6 separate regions of the Sus scrofa genome follow, and regions 1, 2, 3, 5 and 6 are each linked to region 4. A link is a contact called in public Hi-C and HiChIP or PLAC-seq data. All regions are on one chromosome and are shown on one strand. The core of a region is the stretch at or near the end of the contact, and the rest is flanking DNA. Distances in the headings are between cores, read along the strand shown. Region 1 holds the start of DARS (aspartate--tRNA ligase, cytoplasmic). Region 2 has its middle 45 kb from the start of DARS. Region 3 overlaps DARS (aspartate--tRNA ligase, cytoplasmic). Region 4 overlaps THSD7B (thrombospondin type-1 domain-containing protein 7B). Region 5 has its middle 26 kb from the start of DARS. Region 6 overlaps DARS (aspartate--tRNA ligase, cytoplasmic).

Region 1 (2,700 bases), core at 34-2,533, 370 kb after region 4:
CTTTCTCTTCCTAACCCGCTCTGCCTTGAATATTCTTTAGGCCCCATTTCACCTGGCTGACTCTTCTAGAATTTAGCTGAAGTATCACTTCCTCAGCGAAGTCTGAGGTAAATGCCCTCAAAAAAACTTGCATAGTACTTGGTACCTCTACTTCATACCTGCAATGAGAAGGTAAGCTGAGGGCAGGGACTATGTGTCTCCTCACTATTGTACCCCGGGATCTGAACGTGGTAGCCTCTAGAGCCCTTTCATTTGCATTGGGGTCTATCTGCACTCCTGAACAAGTAAAACTCTGCCACTTTGTCACAGGCTAAGACTAGTAAGGTAGTTAAAACTTGACGGAGTGCAAAGACGGCTAGCAGAGGAGACGGCATTTAACTACGCCCCCAAATTACTTTCAATTGCAATAAGCGGCTTATGAATGACAATTAAAAAAAAAAGCCGAACTATATAGAGATTCATTCATTGGACAAGCAACACTATGCATTGCCTCTAACGATGCAACAGGTCCAGGCAATCAGGCAGTTATGTAGGATTTTTGCCATTGTGCTTAAGCTTCACTTTTTTTTTTTTTTTTTTTTTGTCTTTTTGCCATTTCTTGGGCCGCTCCCACCGCACATGGAGGTTCCCAGGTTAGGGGTCAAATTGGAGCTGCAGCCACCGGCCTACGCCAGAGCCACAGCAACGCAGGATCCGAGCCGCGTCTGTGACCTACACCACAGCTCACGGCAATGCCGGATCCTTAACCCAATGAGCAAGGACAGGGATCGAACCTGCAACCTCATGGTTCCTAGTCAGATTCGTTAACCACTGGGCCACGATGGGAACTCCAGTTTCACTTTTAACTTGGGTACCAGTACCCAATCCTACCTTAGCAAGCCAACTGCCTATAACCCAGTACACAGAGCAGCTTTTTGAGAAGAGGTCTCCCATGAGTCCAGGCACCTATACTCCCGCTGGACAGTGTTGGAGGCGGATAAGTCCATGAGAGGAAAAGTCGTATCTCGAGTTGGGTGGATGTTTTGGTGAACAGTCTGCAGTTAAAGCCAAGAAGAGTAAGTAGGGCAGAAAAGACGACACAGTAAAGGCTGTAGTTGGGATAGGCCTGAAAAGCGAAAAGACTCAAGTTTGTGCCAACTAAGGCTTTGAGACTCCTCTACTCAAGAATCATTCCCGCGAGACTATAACGAATTCCCGGGGATTCCCAACACCCATAAGGGCGGGGCAAGAAGACGACACTGGAGCGCGCTATCAGCCTCCCAGCGCTCCAAGATCTCGAGAGAGTTGCAGTTCTCGCGATCTTTCCGCAGCCGACCCTCCACGCGGAGTACGAACGTGTGTGCTGTGACTGGAGTGCAGGGAGGGCGGAGACTGCGGGAGGGAGAAGCCCCTTTGGCCTGCCCTACGGAAGCCTGCGAGGGAGGGTGGTGATCGCTTCCCTGTCCAGTTGTCCATTTGTCCAGATGCCCAGCGCCAGCGCCAGCCGCAAGAGTCAGGAGAAGCCGCGGGACATCATGGACGCGGCGGAAGTGGGTTTTCTTTCCCGGGCCTGGGAGCGCAGGACCCCCCCCCCGCCCCGGGCGGGACCGCGCGGAGGGAGGGAGTAGGGATAGCGGGGCTTTGACTTCTGGATCCCTATCGGCACTTTGACTACAGGCCGCATGCCTGAGGTTCGCGCTCTTAGAACGCTCACCGGGCCTCCAAGGTCCTTGTCTGAGCAACGTGGCCAGAGGCACTACGGATCGCATTTCTCACTGCGGCGCCTAGGAGGCCTGGCCTAGGAGAAGCGTGTCGCTGGGCTGGGGTGGACTTAAAGTACCAAGTGCCCCGGAAGTAGGAGCGGCGAGGTCACTTAAACCTCCCTGGGTTAGGCACGTCCTTCACGTAATCCGTCTCTTTCCCCGGAAAATTTTAATGTCCACTGATAATCGATTTTCGCACAGCTCGTGTGTTCCTAATGTGTTTCAAGTTATGACAGTACTTAGTAAAACGATCTGCCAAAATGTTTAATGGCCGTTTTCCATGCGACAGCCTTAGAGAACACTTGTCATTTTTAAAATTTCCTTTTTTTCTCTTAAGTAACCCATGAAATAGGTAGGGAAGTTTGCAGAGAATGCATTTGAGATGAAGTGCCCCCAAAATCATCTGTGGTCCTTCAGTGCTATCTGGAAATGAAAGTTTTGAAACCTACAAGTTAATGCGTGCTGTTGGTAAAACCGAGATCCCTATCTGGCTCCTAATTTTTCTGTTGAGGAAATATGAATTTATCGTAAACTACCTAAGGAATAGGTTATCTTAAGACTGTTAGATGGAATAAGGTTTGCTGAAGTATGAACGGTATTAATAAGTGACCTCTTATTTTCTTTTCACATGCTGTAACTTATTTATGCTGCGGTCTTGCTACATTGTATGACTATCTTTTTATTAGGACTGAATATCTTTAAGGTGTATTTTTTGTTATTTGCCAAAAACAAACAAAAAAACTTTAGTAAGCACCTTAATACATTGTTTGGTTTGTTTTAGTATAAACACAAAATCTTACATCCTTCAGGTCTAATGAAGATGAGAATTCCAGCAGACAGCTATAGTGGCAGAAACTGTTTCATCCACATCTTAAGTTACCTTCTAAAATTTAAGGAATCTACTTTTGTGTATTCTGGACCTGATTGTCTATATAAACTAGCAGTGCACTTTTGCAGA
Region 2 (2,729 bases), core at 193-2,692, 320 kb after region 4:
AATGAGCTTGCCAAGAATTTTCTAGTTTCTTATTAGAGTAAAATGGGTTTGATTCTTTGTCTTGGTGTCTCCCATCCTAATTCAATGGGAGCTGAAAATATTCTTCACCCAGCCCTCAGGGTGAAAGAGTTCTGTGCTACAGAATGCTATTTTGTTTTCAGGCTGTTTGATATTAATGGCTTGATTACCAATATGGTGGTGTAGCAAGGAGTTTCATTTGGGGAAGTTTTAGTACTGTATGTCAATGAATACTAGAAAAATATTCTTTTATGTCTCTTACACATACACACACAACTCTGATTTTCCCACTCCCCTTAACAAAGCCCTTTTCAAACACTCCCTCTAAAAAGTGTGCCATTTAAATAAGTTTAAACGAATTTATTTATTTTGGGATAATCTTAGGTTTACAAAAAAAAGTTGAAAAGAAAGTACAGAGAGTTCTCATATATCCTTCATCAATTTTTTGTAATGTTAACATCTTTCATAATCTTGGTCCATTTGTCTAAACCAATGATGACAAACATAGCAGCCTGCTGGCCAAATTCAGCCTGCTGCCTGTTTTTGTAGAGGCTGCAAGCAAAGAAGAGTTTTTATATTTTTAAATGGTTGAAAAAAATCAAAAGAATAATATTTCATGACACATGAAAAGCATATGAAATTCAAAATTCAGTATCCTTAAAAATTTTTATTGGAATATAGCCACACCCATTATTGTACATATTGTCTATAGACCCTTACCACTATTATGGTGGAGTTGAATGGTTGCACCAAGAGACCATAGAACCCACAAAGCCCAAAGTTTTACTTTCTAGTCTCCTATAGAAAAGTTTGCTGACTCCTAGTCAAACCTAAGAAATTAACATTGCTACATTACTGTTAAATAAACCACAGACTATTCATCACTAGTTTTTCCACTAATGTTTCACGATGCAATCCAGGATACCATATTGCATTTAGCAAACACTTTTTGTATAGTGAGAGTCTGTTTAACCACCAGGTGCACGATCCTACTTTGGAAAATATTTCAGCTAACAAATGAATTTCAGCTGGCCATTTGAACAGGGTTTGTTTTGTTGTTTGTTTGGGATTGTTTACATGTTTTACACAATAGGCAGACAATTTAATGCAACATCTGGGCTAGGAATGCTGTGAACTTGAAGATGGAGGAAAAGCTATATTTGTTCAAGCAGTCCACGTGCGGCGGACCAAGGCAGGATACCAACTTGGACCCTTCAGAAAGGAGGCTCCCAGTGTTCCTCTGTGTACAGTGTGAGGCCTTCCCCTGGCCACATGCAATCCCCGACCCAGCTCCCTATCCTTTGTTTCCTCTTCTCCCAGCCTGGCCTGTGAACACCGCGGCTCTCCCTTTCACCCACTACCTCGGCTTTCAATGGGCTCCACAGGCACAGGCGGGCGGCGTCCGGTTGCCGGGCAACGGCCTGAGAGGCAGCACACGATGCCGCCAGGGCCGAGACACATCCGCACCAGCCCGTCTGCGCCTTGAGCCTGTGGCCTGATTTCTCCCTCTCCATTGTTGTAGCTAACACAAAAGGCTACAACTCCAGTATAGTCACGGGGGCTGCATTAAATTACGCGCCAGGCCGTTCTTCGGGCCAGAGTCTTTGTGACTGCGATGCGTGCCCTCTCGGTGCCAGAACTCAGAGTCTGTGACAGGCAGGCTGAAGCGCTTCGCAAGCGTGGGCGAGTCCTCTCCCTCCCTCCCTTCACCACATCCGCCCACCGACCGCCTTTGTTCCTTTCAGCTGGCTGCCAGGCTCTCGTTTGCCTTTTGGCTGGTGTGAGATCACTCCAGCGGCGGTCTTGGGCATTCCTCCCCACTTGCTTCCTTCTCTCCCACGTTTAGCGCCCATCTAAAAAAATCCCAGGCCTACTTGGTCATCTTTTCTTATCTCTTTCTCAACCATCCTCCACTCCCCCATCCTCTCTCTCTCTCTCAAGTTTTTGAGGCTGCTGTTGCCATGGCATTCAAATAACTTAGGAGATGAAGGGAGATTTTCTTCCGTGTCTGCCAAACGCCCCAAACTTCAGGGGCCGAAGTCAGCCTGAGTCGCTGGGATTTGCCAGTGCTCCCATGTCCTCCAGTCTGAAGAGTTACATTTAACTCACCACCTCTATACCTTGATCCACTGTTCAGCATCGTGTTTGGATTTGGGAAAGTTTGGTATTGAATTGGGAAGAGAATTTTTAAGTCATGCTTAGAAGCACTTGCACATAAAAGCTGGAGGGGGGGTCTCCTCCCAAGGAAAAACATTGTAAGACCTGAAAGTATTTTTCTTCAACAGTGTAACATGGACAAAGTGTATCATATTAGCTATTTGATACCAGTTCTTATTTGCTGATTTGCTGAGGGAGAAGTTCACGAAGGTAACACTAACCTTTCTGCCTTTTTTAAAAATCCTATTAGGTGAAATGCCTGCTGTTCAGCTGGGGTTCCCAGGTGTGGGCTACCCCCACAGTGCTTTCTTCTGCCAGGGGAAATCTCAGCACACTGGCTTCTAACAGTGTGGGAATCCAGGTATACCTTGCACCTGAAGCCTCTTACCATCTTTGTGTTTCTATATTCCCACTCCCTTCTCAATAATAGTCTGCTAAAACACAGCCATGATGAAATAAGTTTGGTCTGTCTTGAGAGGGATTTAACTACACAGCTACAACTTATTTTTAATGCAGAATTCATTATTAAATAAAATTCCACATTTTATTTAATG
Region 3 (2,862 bases), core at 155-2,654, 410 kb after region 4:
TTTCTGCTATATCCTCCATAAAAGTTGAAAACATTTTGTTGCCTGTTAGACATTACTGCCTTTCAAAATGCAGCATACTGGCATGTTAGTTCCCAAATGTAAAACAAACTTTTAATAGGGCCTCTTTATGGCAGCAGTCAAGTGTACTGTAAAGTACTGTAAAGTGTTAAACCGTCTTACACATACAGTATTAGTTAAAATCAATGTTAAATAAACTTTTTCTGCAACGTGGAATTTTATTTATTTACTTATTTTTATTTATTTATTTGCTTTTTAGGGCCGCACCTGTGGCATATGGAGGTTTCCAGGCTAGGGGTCTAATCAGAGCTACAGCTGCCGGATCCAAGCTGCCTCTGTGACCTAGACCACAGCTCAGGGCAACACCAGATCCTCAACCCACTGAGCGAGGCCAGGGATCAAACTTGCAACCTCATGGTTCCTAGTGGGATTTGTTTCTGCTGTGCCATGATGGGAACTCTTACAAAGTGGAATTTTAGCCTTCTATTAGCAGTTAGCTTATTCAAGTATTCCTGTCCCTCTTGTGTTGACTCAAACTATACACACACACATACATGTAAAACTCTCATGTAACCTTTTACTAGTTTTAACTAGCAAGTTCTAGTCTGACCCTGTTTTCACAAAGTTGACCTTTTTAAGTTGTTTTAATGTTTTTTCTTCTGAAGTCATTCATGTCCACAATAGGTATATATATCTACAGATATAATAGAGATAGACATTTTAGAACTAAATTATCTAAGATTTAAAAAATTACGGAATGGTTTTACTAACATCTAAGTCTGCTATTCTGTTACTAGCATATAGCTACTAGAAATAATAAGGGAAATACTGAAAAAAAATTAATTATAAGTGCTGTGGCATGGGTTTGATCCCTGGCCCAGGAACTTCCACATGCCATGGGCACCTGGCCAAGGTAATATTAATTATAAGAATCTTATGTATCTAGTTAATCCTATCTTCTTTCTGATTTATTCAGTAGACCAATTTGTGATAGCACAAGTTTAGCTTCGCGCCTAGTTTAAGAAATAGATCAGACTTTCAAGTTCCTTTTGTGAGTTGTTTAGTACTGGAAAGTATTAAAATCAGTGGTTGTTTTCTAGTCTAACCGATCAAGTATTTTAACACATAATATTGCTGAATTAATATACTAAAGATAGACTTAGTTCCAGGGTTCAGGTGCTGGATAAAAAAAGAGTCATCTGATTACTTTTGAGAAAGAGAAAGAAGAAAAAAATACTGTTTTCTTTGATTAGACTTTTGGCTAGCCTCCGGCAGAGTGTATTTGGCCACATTCCAGCTTCTTTCTGGCAGGATACTTGTTTAGTCATTGAAAGTAGATATGTTTAACTTGAGTTTGCTTGAAGAAAACTCTCTAATAATGTAAGGCCTCCCACTAGGGAGTCCAGGGTAGTGAGGTAAGAGAACCAAATGGGCCAGGGACGGAGATGGACAGTCATAGGGGGGAGCTCTAGTTGGGGCAGGTCAGGTTGCTCCTTGAAGCAATACACTGATCACATATATCAAATCTTCCTCATGGAAACATGTGAGATACGCAACAGAATTCTCACAAGGCATAAATTATATACTCAGGTATCAAGTTTACCATACAAACAGATATAACAGTGGTGGGTGGCAGTCACAGTGAAGAAAGATTCAACAACTTTAGATTGCCAGTATTAGAAAGCCCTTTTAACAATAAACTGAAGCTTCTTGATCCCTTCAGGTCTTAGGAGCTTTATCTCAGTTCACCAACTACCTTTTTTTTTTTTTTTTTTTTTTGTCTTTTGTCTTTTGTCTTTTTAGGGCCACACCCATAGCATATGGAGGTTCCCAGGATAGAGGTCGAATGGGAGCTGCAGCTGCTGGCCTACACCACAGCTCACAGCCATGTCGGATCCTTACCCCACTGAGCAAAGCCAGGATCAAACCTGCATCCTCATGGATGCCGGTCAGATTCGTTTCCACGGAGCCATGACGGGAATGCCCTACCAGCTACCTCTTAACCATAATAAATTCTGAGTTTCTTCAGTACACAAGATTTCTTGCCAGATACTAGGTGATAGTTCTAGTACACGAGATTTATGAGAGTGCAAGAGATGTGTTCACTATTGATATCTTTCATTTTAAGGCAGTTGGTAACAGACATTATAGAATTCTGGGCAGTGTAGCAAAGGGAAATGAAAATGTTTCTTTCTTCACCACTTTTTCCTATTATCCTCATATTGATCCTTTTCCAAACCCACATGTTCATTGAAATGGATTGTGGTGTTCTTCTCTGTAAAATAAGCACTGTTAGATTTCTGGAATCTTGTCAAATAACACCACAACTACTAAGGACCCAGTTCCTTATTAGAATGAGTAGAATTTTTCTTATGAAACTTAAATGTTTTTGTTTTGTCTTAAACTCTTTAGATTCTGGTTATTAGTTTTACAAGATTTTGGCTAGGGACTTTAGCCATGAGAACTTAATATGTAAGTTAACTAGGGTTTATGATAGTAGATAAACAAGGAGTCCAGGACAGATGTTCCTAATACGTATTTGCCCTTTGTATTGTGCCAACTGCCCCAGGAATTCCACTCTCTCCCAGTTATCACTTTGGCATTTTTCTTCCTTCTCTTTTCAGATCACTTCTGTGGTTTCAGTTACCACCTGAGAGTTTTAATTAATAGTTTTACATGGGGAATTGCCTTTGGCCAGCTCAGCCAGCATCATGCTGACATCATTCCAAGATCTGAATGTTGTATCTTTTCCTTTTCCACAAATGTGCTCTGACACATTTTGTCCAGTACAAGAATATACACAGAAGTAGAACTGGTATGTTTTGTATGGGAGCCACCATTTCA
Region 4 (2,700 bases), core at 195-2,694:
TTGACATACAATATTCAATAAATATTCATTTGAAATATGACACCCGTTTGACAAATAGGGTCATCAGGTCACCCAGAAGGGCCCAGGGGACCATGTGCTACATCCACTGCCTGAAGCATGTAAAGGAAAGGACGTGGGAGAGCACATGTTCGGTCCAACTGGAAGAACAAACCGTTTACAAGAAAAGACGTATTGGATTCTGACTTTAGAACAGGCATCCTGATAAATGCCAAAGACTGAATAATAAGACACGATCCAAGTCCTAGATTCCCATCCAGTGACCAGGGGGGCCCTTTAACTTCTGTGTATGCCAGCTTAAACTTACTCAGGATGAGCAGTTTGGAGGCTTAGATCCCTGATGGCTCATGCAGACAGGGCCAGCTGACTCCATGGCCCATCGAGATGGCTACAGGGCAGGTGCTACACTGGCGTTTGTGCAAATGCACTGCACACACAAATAAATAAACACATGTGGAGGCCACACAGCAGTAAGGGGACAGGGTGCTGTGTCGCTAAGGGGGAGTCAAGGGGGAAAGAGCATTCTGAACGCCCTGAGAAACATCTAGAGGGCCAGGGAGCTGGGGGAGCAGGAGAGCTGAGAAGGTTGTATGTAGCAGAATGAGGGTGTGAGCAGGGAGTGACTGAGGAGGGTGGAGAATGAAGCAGAGGGAGGCACAGACTGTGTGTATTTGGACAATAGTATCAGGAAGCCGGCCAACTGCTTTCCCATGGGTCATACCTGTCCATGAAACGGGGCTTTGTGTTTAAAAACAAAAATTATCTCCACTTCAGTTCAAGTCTCTCATATGAACTCACTGAACTTTCATTTTGTTCCTGCCAAATCCCCAATCTAAATTGGATTTTGTTCTATTTTACAGCCTTATACCATTTAATGTTTGCTTCATGGCCAAAATCTCAATGATGCATATATGTGAGCATTACTTACTAATTGTCTTTATTCCCTACTGGACTGAAAGGTCTTTGAGAGCAAGACTTGTACCTATTTGTTCACTCTTGAGTCTCCACAACCCTTCTCCCTGCACCTGGAATAGAGTGTTTAATAAATGTGTGATTTATAAATGAAGATGGGCAATCTTTGGACAGTGGGTCCCTATATAAACAGCAGGGCTGCTTTCCAGGCCCCAGTTGCTGTGGCTGCCTCAGCAGCTTATCCCAAAGTCAAGTGAGGTCATTCATGACAGGTGCAAATGCACCCTCACTTGCAAATCTGGACCCAAGTTGGCAGCTGGAGAAATACGACCTCGGAGTTTCATCAGCGCCTCTGCTTCTTGCTGCCACACCGCATCCCCTCCACATTTCCTCTCAGAAGACACACTCCTTTCCAAACAAACTTCTGATGAGCTTCAGAACCCCCTCCCTGCCCTTCACAGATGCACGGGTCTAAGCATCCCACCTCCAACCCAGCCTGCTAACGAATGGCTTTGTCTGTCACATCCAGAACCACAGAGCAGAGCCATCTGACACATGCCCCCACCTTCATGGCCCTGGGGCCAGTTCTGCTTGCAAAATAGCTGAAGTATTTGGTCCCAGAAAGAAGAGGTGACCTCTTGAAGGTCACATAGCTAAAAACCCACACAAGGGGCCCTCAAGAAAAAAGCTCTTTATTGAAACACTAGTTAACATGCAACACTCGAAATCAACCAGGCATTCTGCTAAACATTTGCCTGCTTTATCCCTGTCGATCCTCACAACAGCCCTGGGAGACGGGTCTTTTAGGAACCCCATCTTACTGTAAGATGCAACTCAGGGATGAGTTATGTAACCAGCCCGAATTCACCCAGCTTGAAGCTGAAGATCTGGATTCTAACTCAGGACAAAATCTGAGTTCACAGCTGCAAGTCTTTCCCCTACATACCCATTGCATGGCTACCAAGATGATTTTTCCCTCCTTCAGATTCTTACCCATTCAGTTATAAATGCCCCCACGCAATGAGATGAATACACTGTAGGAAAATTGGCCTGTGATTCGTGAAAAGCGTTTCACACTAGGATTCAGAAAAATTCCAAATCTATACAGCAGAAATTGACAGAATGCTGTAACTATACTTTAATAAAGAAAAATCAAAAAGAAAGAAAAATTCCAAATTTAGCCTCCACAGCCACCTGCTCCATTTCTGCAGACACTGATTGTTTCTTGCTCTCCCATCTGCACCAAAACCTGGACCCTCAATGCCTGCACAGTGACCTCCTGCCTGGTTGCTTCGCTGCCACACTTGAACTCAGCCAGTTTTCTGGGAGGAATGCCTCCAGCCAACCCATAAATAGCAAGCATCTCTCACGCACACAGGGCATCCCTTTACAGCTCACTTCAGCCCAATCTACAGCAGCAGTTCAGTAGTAAAGCCTTGTGTTTGGTTCTCTAGTGTGGCCATCTGATGCTGCTGTTCTAAGCCAGCATCTCTGCGGTCCTGTAATCAACAGGGCTCTCATGGCCCCGGGGATGCCCTCCACCCAGGGCTCCCCTTTAATACACAGCAACCTTAAGGGAGAGAAAGAGGCCGAAACATAAGTCTGCAAGTCAAGATGTTTATTACTCGTTGCCTCTTCCAGCTCAGCCCTCTGAAATCAAAGACTTAGGAGAGCTCTGTCTACTGAGTGCCTACTACATACCTGTCTGTTTTCATGTGATTCTTAAAATGACTCCATAAGTAGGCTATACTGTCCCAAATTTACACCTGG
Region 5 (2,700 bases), core at 59-2,558, 340 kb after region 4:
TCCACAGTGGATCTGACTCAGCCTCAGAGGGTGAGGCACCAGAGGAATAGTGGCAGTTGGTGGCAAGGGGAAGTGACAAAGGGAAACTTAGGGGTGAGTGGCAACAGCAGAAGTGGTGACTGGCAATATATGTTGTGGTGAGGGGAGATGCGGTGACTGGCACACCCCACCGTAACAAGTGACTTCTTTGACACACCTTTATCTGGGATCCATCAAAGGGACAGGCAGATTTGGGTTGCTGGTTTAACAGTGATTAAAGGTCAAACATAAAGTAAGGTTGGTAATGCAGACCCATGAGTAGACTTCTCCAAGAGCAATCCCTCTGCTGCCTGCTTTAAAATCACCAGGGGCACTTGCTAATGTTGTAGCTTCCTGGACCCCACCCTGAACCTACTGAGTCAGCATTTCTCAGGATAGGAGGTCCAGAAATCTTCACACTGAACAAGGCCTCGGGTGCTCTGATACAGGTGCTCCTCAATAGACTTTCACAAAGCTGCCTGAACATAATTCCGTTGAAGTTAAGTAATGGTCAGCATTGACCCTATGCAAGGAGCTGCAGGAGATACAGAAATGTCTTAAGATATTGTCCCTTACCAAGAAGAATTAACCATAAGAGTAGCAATGGTGGAGTTCCCTTCGTGGCACAGCGGAAATGAATCCAACTGGGAACAAAAAGGTTGTGAGTTTGATCCCTGGCCTTGCTCAGCAGGTTAAGCACCTGGCGTTGCTCTGAGCTGTGGTGTAGGTCGCAGACGTGGCTTGGATTCCATGTTGCTGTGGCTGTGGCATAGGCCGGCAGCAGCAGCTCCCATTAGACCCGTAGTCTGGGAACCTCCATATGCCTCAGGTGCAGCCCTAGAAAAAGCAAAAAGACAAAAAAAAAAAAAAAAGAATTAGTTAATCTCCGTGTTCCTTTCTGGATCCCAAATTCTCTCATTTCCTCTTCCATTCTGACAGGGAACAGAAGGGTTACTACCACAGTCACCTAACCTACCATGACTTAGCTCAACTAATAAAGGTAGTTAATATTCCTCCGAGCATGGCAGGGATGACCTAACTCGGACCCAGACAGAGTTACACCGCCGTCTGTGGTTCTAGAGCAGGTGCCGCAAGTGTCAGACCTTGAAATTTGTTTTGAAACCGACCACCTGTTACTGTGATTGTGTGGCTGTTTTCCTGGCTTATGGGATTTTACTTCAGCTGTTGTTCTCAGGCGGGAGTTTATTTCCTCTAGGAATCACTCCCTTCACTGGCCCTAAACTTAGCATTTGTGTGCAGGGATCTTCCGGAGACTGATTCAACTATGCAACACTGAATATTCTGCCAAATGTCCTGAAGTCACTCACAGACTTGAGCAACAGATTTGGGGCGGGGAATAAGAATCCTGTCTTTTGTTACAGATAATCATCTCTTTGAATTTTGCTTCAGGGAGAAGAAGCCAAAGGATCAGATTTATAGCAGCTCCTGATTCTTTTTTTTCCCCTGTTAACAGACAGTATTATGCTGACTCAGCACTTCCCTGGCATTCACTGCTTCACTAAAAATTCCTGCGCCTGTAAAATTTTAGTGCAAGTTAAAAACTTGTCAGATGAATTTCAATTTTTCTCTGACGGTTTGAAGGGACTGATACAATTTGGTGATTAACTAGTCCAACCTTTCATTTTAGAACTGAGGCTCATGAAGTTCAGTGACATTATTATAAAGAGACTTGCTCAAGGTCATAGACCTCATTAAAGGACTGAGCTAGAAATCTATATTACAGAGAGTACTCTATAAAGGAAAAATAATGACAACGACAACACACAAAAAAAAAACTTTAAAAGCTGTATTTATAAATACTAGATTTTCTTTAAAAAAAAAAAAAAAAAAGGCCCTGGTGTTCTAGTTTACCATCATTGCCTAACAAACCACAAAACTGAGTGGCTTCAAAGAACAATTTATTACTATCTGTCATGATTCCCTGAGCAGGAACAACGCTTGGCTCCTCTAGGTAGTTCTTACTTGGGCTGTTTGGTGCTAGATGGTGGCTGGGGCTGGACATCTAAGGAATATTCTTTTCTCATGTGCCTGGTTCCTGAGCTGGAATGGCTGGGGGAACTGGGGGCTTATCAGACATCTCTTTCTCTCCAAGAAGATAGGTTAGGCTTCTCACAACCTGGGAGTTCCAGGAGAGTTCCTGTTGTGGATGCAGCAGAAACAAATCTGACTAGGAACCATGAGGTTACGGGTTCCATCCCTGGCCTCACTCAGTAGGTTAAGGATCTGTCGTTGCCGGGAGCTGTGGTGTAGGTCACAGATGTGGCTCGGATCCCACGTTGCTGTGGCTGTGGCATAGATGGCAGCTGTAGCTCTGATTTGACCCCTAGGCTGGGAACCTCCATATGCTTCGGGTGCAGCCCTAAAAAGCAAAAAAAGCAAAAAAAAAAAAAAAAGAAAGAAAGAAAGAAAACCTGGAGGTTCCAGGGAGTCAGATCTCTTATATGGCAGCTGGCTTCCCCTAGAACAAGTGTTTCAGGTGGACATTGTGAGGCTTTCTATGCCCCTACTTCTGCTACATTTTATTAGCTACACAGGACCAGCCTAGATACATGGGAGGTAGATAATAAAAGGGCACAAATACTAGGAGGCAGGGCTCACTGGGGACCATCTTTGGAGACTACCTGCCATGCATGATCTTACCACTACTCTTTAGAGATAAAT
Region 6 (2,700 bases), core at 152-2,651, 390 kb after region 4:
GTTAAGAATATCTTTGTCACTCATCTTTCAATATTTCATTTCCTTAATATATAGTCTAAGAAGTGTATTTCTCTTTTTTTTGTTTTTTTAGGACCACACCAGAGGCATATGGAATTGTACTTCCAGACATTGTACTTCCCAGGCTAGGGGTCAGATTGGAACTGCAGCTGCCAGCCTACACCACAGCCACGGCAATGCAGGATCCAAGCCCTGTCTGTGGCCTATACCACAGCTCATGGCAACACCAAATCCTTAAACCACTGAGCAAGGCCAGGGATTCAGCCTCCCTATGGATACTAGTCAGATTCACTTCCAGTGCGCCACAGTGGAAACGAACACGTTTCACTTAATTCTCCCAAGCATTGGATAATACTGTGTATTTTAAAATTTTTGCTAATATGAGAAGTATAGTGTGTCATTGTTTGCTTCAACCTGCATTACTTTCATTCCCCATAACATTTTTCTCCTTATATTTATTTATTACGGGGTTTTTTTGTTTTGTTTTGTTTTCAAATTATTTGTTGTGGTCTATTACCTATATATATATATATTGGGCTTACTGTGTTCTTTATTCATAAATCTTTAAGGTCTTTATGTATTAAAGGTATTAACTCATAGATTATGCAGATACTTTTCCCAGTGGTTTTTTTGTATATAGATGTTCTGATTTTTTAACTTAGACCTCCCTTTTCTATTGTTTAGTTTAATGTTCAGTTCCATTTTTTACTAAGTTTTTTAGTTTATCTCCTGAATTCCATCTAAAATTAGAATCTCTTTTATTAGAGTCTTGTCAGTTCTTTCTTATGCTTCATACATATATCTGGCTGATTCTCTTGATTCTCTTGGGGTTTTGTTTTTTTTTGTTTTTTGGGGTTTTTTTGGGTCTCTTTAGGGCTGCACTGGCAGCACATGAAGGTTTCCAGGCTAGGGATCAAATTAGAGCCATAGCTGCTGGCCTACACCACAACCATGGCAATGCCAGATCTGAGCACATCTGTGACCTACGCAGCAGCTTGGGGCAATGTGGGATCCTTTAACCCACTGAATGAGTCCAGGGATCAAACTTATATCCTCATGGATACTGGTTGGGTTCTTAACCTACTGAGCCACAATGGGAACTCCTTGTACATTTTTACTTACCGTAGGTTTATAATATGCTGATGGTATTGGGCTTGACTCTTTACCCCTCTCCTCCCCTCTGTTGGCTTTTTTAAAAATTAAAAAATTAAAATTTTAGAACTATATAAACAAACACATTAAACATTAAAAGAGAACATTGAACATTCTTCACTTCACCCATAGCTATTGATTTCATGATTTCTTTTCCCTAGCAGGCATGTCAGATGTTAGGAATATGTTTGCTTCTATGTTTAGCCTCTTGAACTTCCCAGTCTTACTTACTGCTTGTGTTGAATCTGGAGCATGGCCATGATTTTCTTTCAGTCCTTACCGTTCTTCTGTACCTATCTCTCTGATTGTATTGTCTCTGAAAAAAAATTTTTTTTTCTGATTAAAAAAGTAGGAGTTCCTGTCATGGCTCAGCAGAAACAAATCTGACTAGCATTCATGAGGACTCAGGTTTGATCTCTGGCCTTACTCAGTGGGTTTAAGGGTCTGGTGTTGCTGTGAGCTGTGTTGTAGGTTGCAGACTCGGCTCGGATCCTATGTTGTGGCATAGGCTGGCAACTACGGTTCTGATTTGACCTCTAGCCTATGAACTTCCATATGCCTCCAGTGTGGCCCTAAAAAAAAAAAGTAATACATGCTTATAGAAAGCTCAGGAAATACGGAGAAGAGGAGTTCTCATTGTGGCTCAGCAGTAATGAACTCAGCTGGTGTCCATGAGGATCAGGTTTGATCCCTTGCCTCACTTGATGGGTTAAGGATCCCAGATTGTTGACAGCCATTATGTAGGTCACAGACTCAGCTTCAATCTGGCATTGCTGTGGCTCTTGTGTAGCCAGCAGCTACAGCTCTGATTTGACCCCTAGCCTGGGAATATCCATATGCCAAAGATGTGGCCCTAAAAAGCGAACGAAAGAAAGAAAGAACAAACGAAAATAAGAAAATATACATGAAGAACAGAATAATTCTCTTTAATTTCACTGTCCATTAGTAGCCACATTTTGATGTTTTTTCTTCCTCTACAATCAATATCACATTCTAGTGGTTTTTTCTTACACAGTCAATTTTTATATACTTCTTATACAAACAAAATTATGATTGTACTCTATTTGGTTGGATCACTTTTTTCACATAATCATCTCTCATGAGTGTCTAACAAATATTTACTTAGTGTTCCCAGCACCCACCATAGTTTTTGGACATAGTGATCCAGCTGAGAAGTAGAAATGGTAATCAGTCCTCAAATAAGTAGGCAGTGGCAGCAGTGCTGTTAATAGTAATAATAATTAACATTAATTCAGAGCTAACATTAATTGGGAGATTGTCACAACTCTAAACATATTGCTCACATAATCCTTAAGATTTTACATGAAGACTCAAGAAAACCCCATGAGTAATATACTTGTAATTTTTCCATTTTGCAGATGAAGAACTGAGGCATAAAGTGGTTTAATAATTTTCCTGTAGACCCCTTCATAGGAAGAGATAGTAAGGATATGATCCTGTGTCTTGATTAAAAACCCACTTTTACTTTTTACCTTAGATTAAATGTTACCCCTTAGTGCTGTCCTAAAG

What was found. Hi-C and Micro-C count contacts between places; a contact is called where the count stands out from the background. HiChIP or PLAC-seq counts read pairs in DNA pulled down with a chosen protein or histone mark.
Region 1: a Hi-C map of skeletal muscle shows a contact between it and region 4, with 14 times the contacts expected there. The contact joins the promoter of DARS here to the enhancer-like site in region 4. A contact is called at or near these places in 3 of 47 Hi-C or Micro-C datasets (fetal skeletal muscle and skeletal muscle) and 2 of 2 datasets of contacts at active chromatin or transcription factors (alveolar macrophages and skeletal muscle).
Region 2: an H3K27ac HiChIP or PLAC-seq map of skeletal muscle shows a contact between it and region 4, with 6 times the contacts expected there. The contact joins two enhancer-like sites. A contact is called at or near these places in 4 of 47 Hi-C or Micro-C datasets (fetal skeletal muscle, omental adipose tissue, retroperitoneal adipose tissue and 1 more) and 2 of 2 datasets of contacts at active chromatin or transcription factors (alveolar macrophages and skeletal muscle).
Region 3: an H3K27ac HiChIP or PLAC-seq map of skeletal muscle shows a contact between it and region 4. The contact joins two enhancer-like sites. A contact is called at or near these places in 2 of 47 Hi-C or Micro-C datasets (alveolar macrophages and skeletal muscle) and 2 of 2 datasets of contacts at active chromatin or transcription factors (alveolar macrophages and skeletal muscle).
Region 5: an H3K27ac HiChIP or PLAC-seq map of skeletal muscle shows a contact between it and region 4. The contact joins two enhancer-like sites. A contact is called at or near these places in 2 of 47 Hi-C or Micro-C datasets (retroperitoneal adipose tissue and undifferentiated spermatogonia) and 2 of 2 datasets of contacts at active chromatin or transcription factors (alveolar macrophages and skeletal muscle).
Region 6: a contact with region 4 is called in an H3K27ac HiChIP or PLAC-seq map of skeletal muscle. The contact joins two enhancer-like sites. A contact is called at or near these places in 2 of 2 datasets of contacts at active chromatin or transcription factors (alveolar macrophages and skeletal muscle).

What each region holds. Positions count from the first base shown.
Region 1 is chr15:15,809,214-15,811,913 of Sscrofa11.1, forward strand. It overlaps DARS (aspartate--tRNA ligase, cytoplasmic), which reads left to right and starts at 1,284. Exons shown (of 16, transcript XM_003133266.5): 1 at 1,284-1,529. The coding sequence starts at 1,464.
Region 2 is chr15:15,764,044-15,766,772 of Sscrofa11.1, forward strand. No RefSeq gene overlaps it. Among named protein-coding and RNA genes, the nearest start is that of DARS, 45 kb to the right of the region's middle. Within about 2 kb of position 1,443, at least 54 of the 83 cell types and tissues checked have an H3K27ac peak or open chromatin away from gene starts, as enhancers often do. A contact at or near this core is called in retroperitoneal adipose tissue and skeletal muscle, where this site is marked.
Region 3 is chr15:15,855,732-15,858,593 of Sscrofa11.1, forward strand. The region is part of intron 4 of DARS (aspartate--tRNA ligase, cytoplasmic); the gene reads left to right. Among named protein-coding and RNA genes, the nearest start is that of DARS, 47 kb to the left of the region's middle. Within about 2 kb of position 1,405, at least 9 of the 83 cell types and tissues checked have an H3K27ac peak or open chromatin away from gene starts, as enhancers often do. A contact at or near this core is called in skeletal muscle, where this site is marked.
Region 4 is chr15:15,442,422-15,445,121 of Sscrofa11.1, forward strand. The region is part of intron 7 of THSD7B (thrombospondin type-1 domain-containing protein 7B); the gene reads right to left. Among named protein-coding and RNA genes, the nearest start is that of THSD7B, 170 kb to the right of the region's middle. Within about 2 kb of position 1,445, at least 9 of the 83 cell types and tissues checked have an H3K27ac peak or open chromatin away from gene starts, as enhancers often do. A contact at or near this core is called in fetal skeletal muscle, retroperitoneal adipose tissue and skeletal muscle, where this site is marked.
Region 5 is chr15:15,782,988-15,785,687 of Sscrofa11.1, forward strand. No RefSeq gene overlaps it. Among named protein-coding and RNA genes, the nearest start is that of DARS, 26 kb to the right of the region's middle. Within about 2 kb of position 1,309, at least 16 of the 83 cell types and tissues checked have an H3K27ac peak or open chromatin away from gene starts, as enhancers often do. A contact at or near this core is called in retroperitoneal adipose tissue and skeletal muscle, where this site is marked.
Region 6 is chr15:15,834,135-15,836,834 of Sscrofa11.1, forward strand. All of the region lies in intron 3 of DARS (aspartate--tRNA ligase, cytoplasmic), which reads left to right. Among named protein-coding and RNA genes, the nearest start is that of DARS, 25 kb to the left of the region's middle. Within about 2 kb of position 1,402, at least 2 of the 83 cell types and tissues checked have an H3K27ac peak or open chromatin away from gene starts, as enhancers often do. A contact at or near this core is called in skeletal muscle, where this site is marked.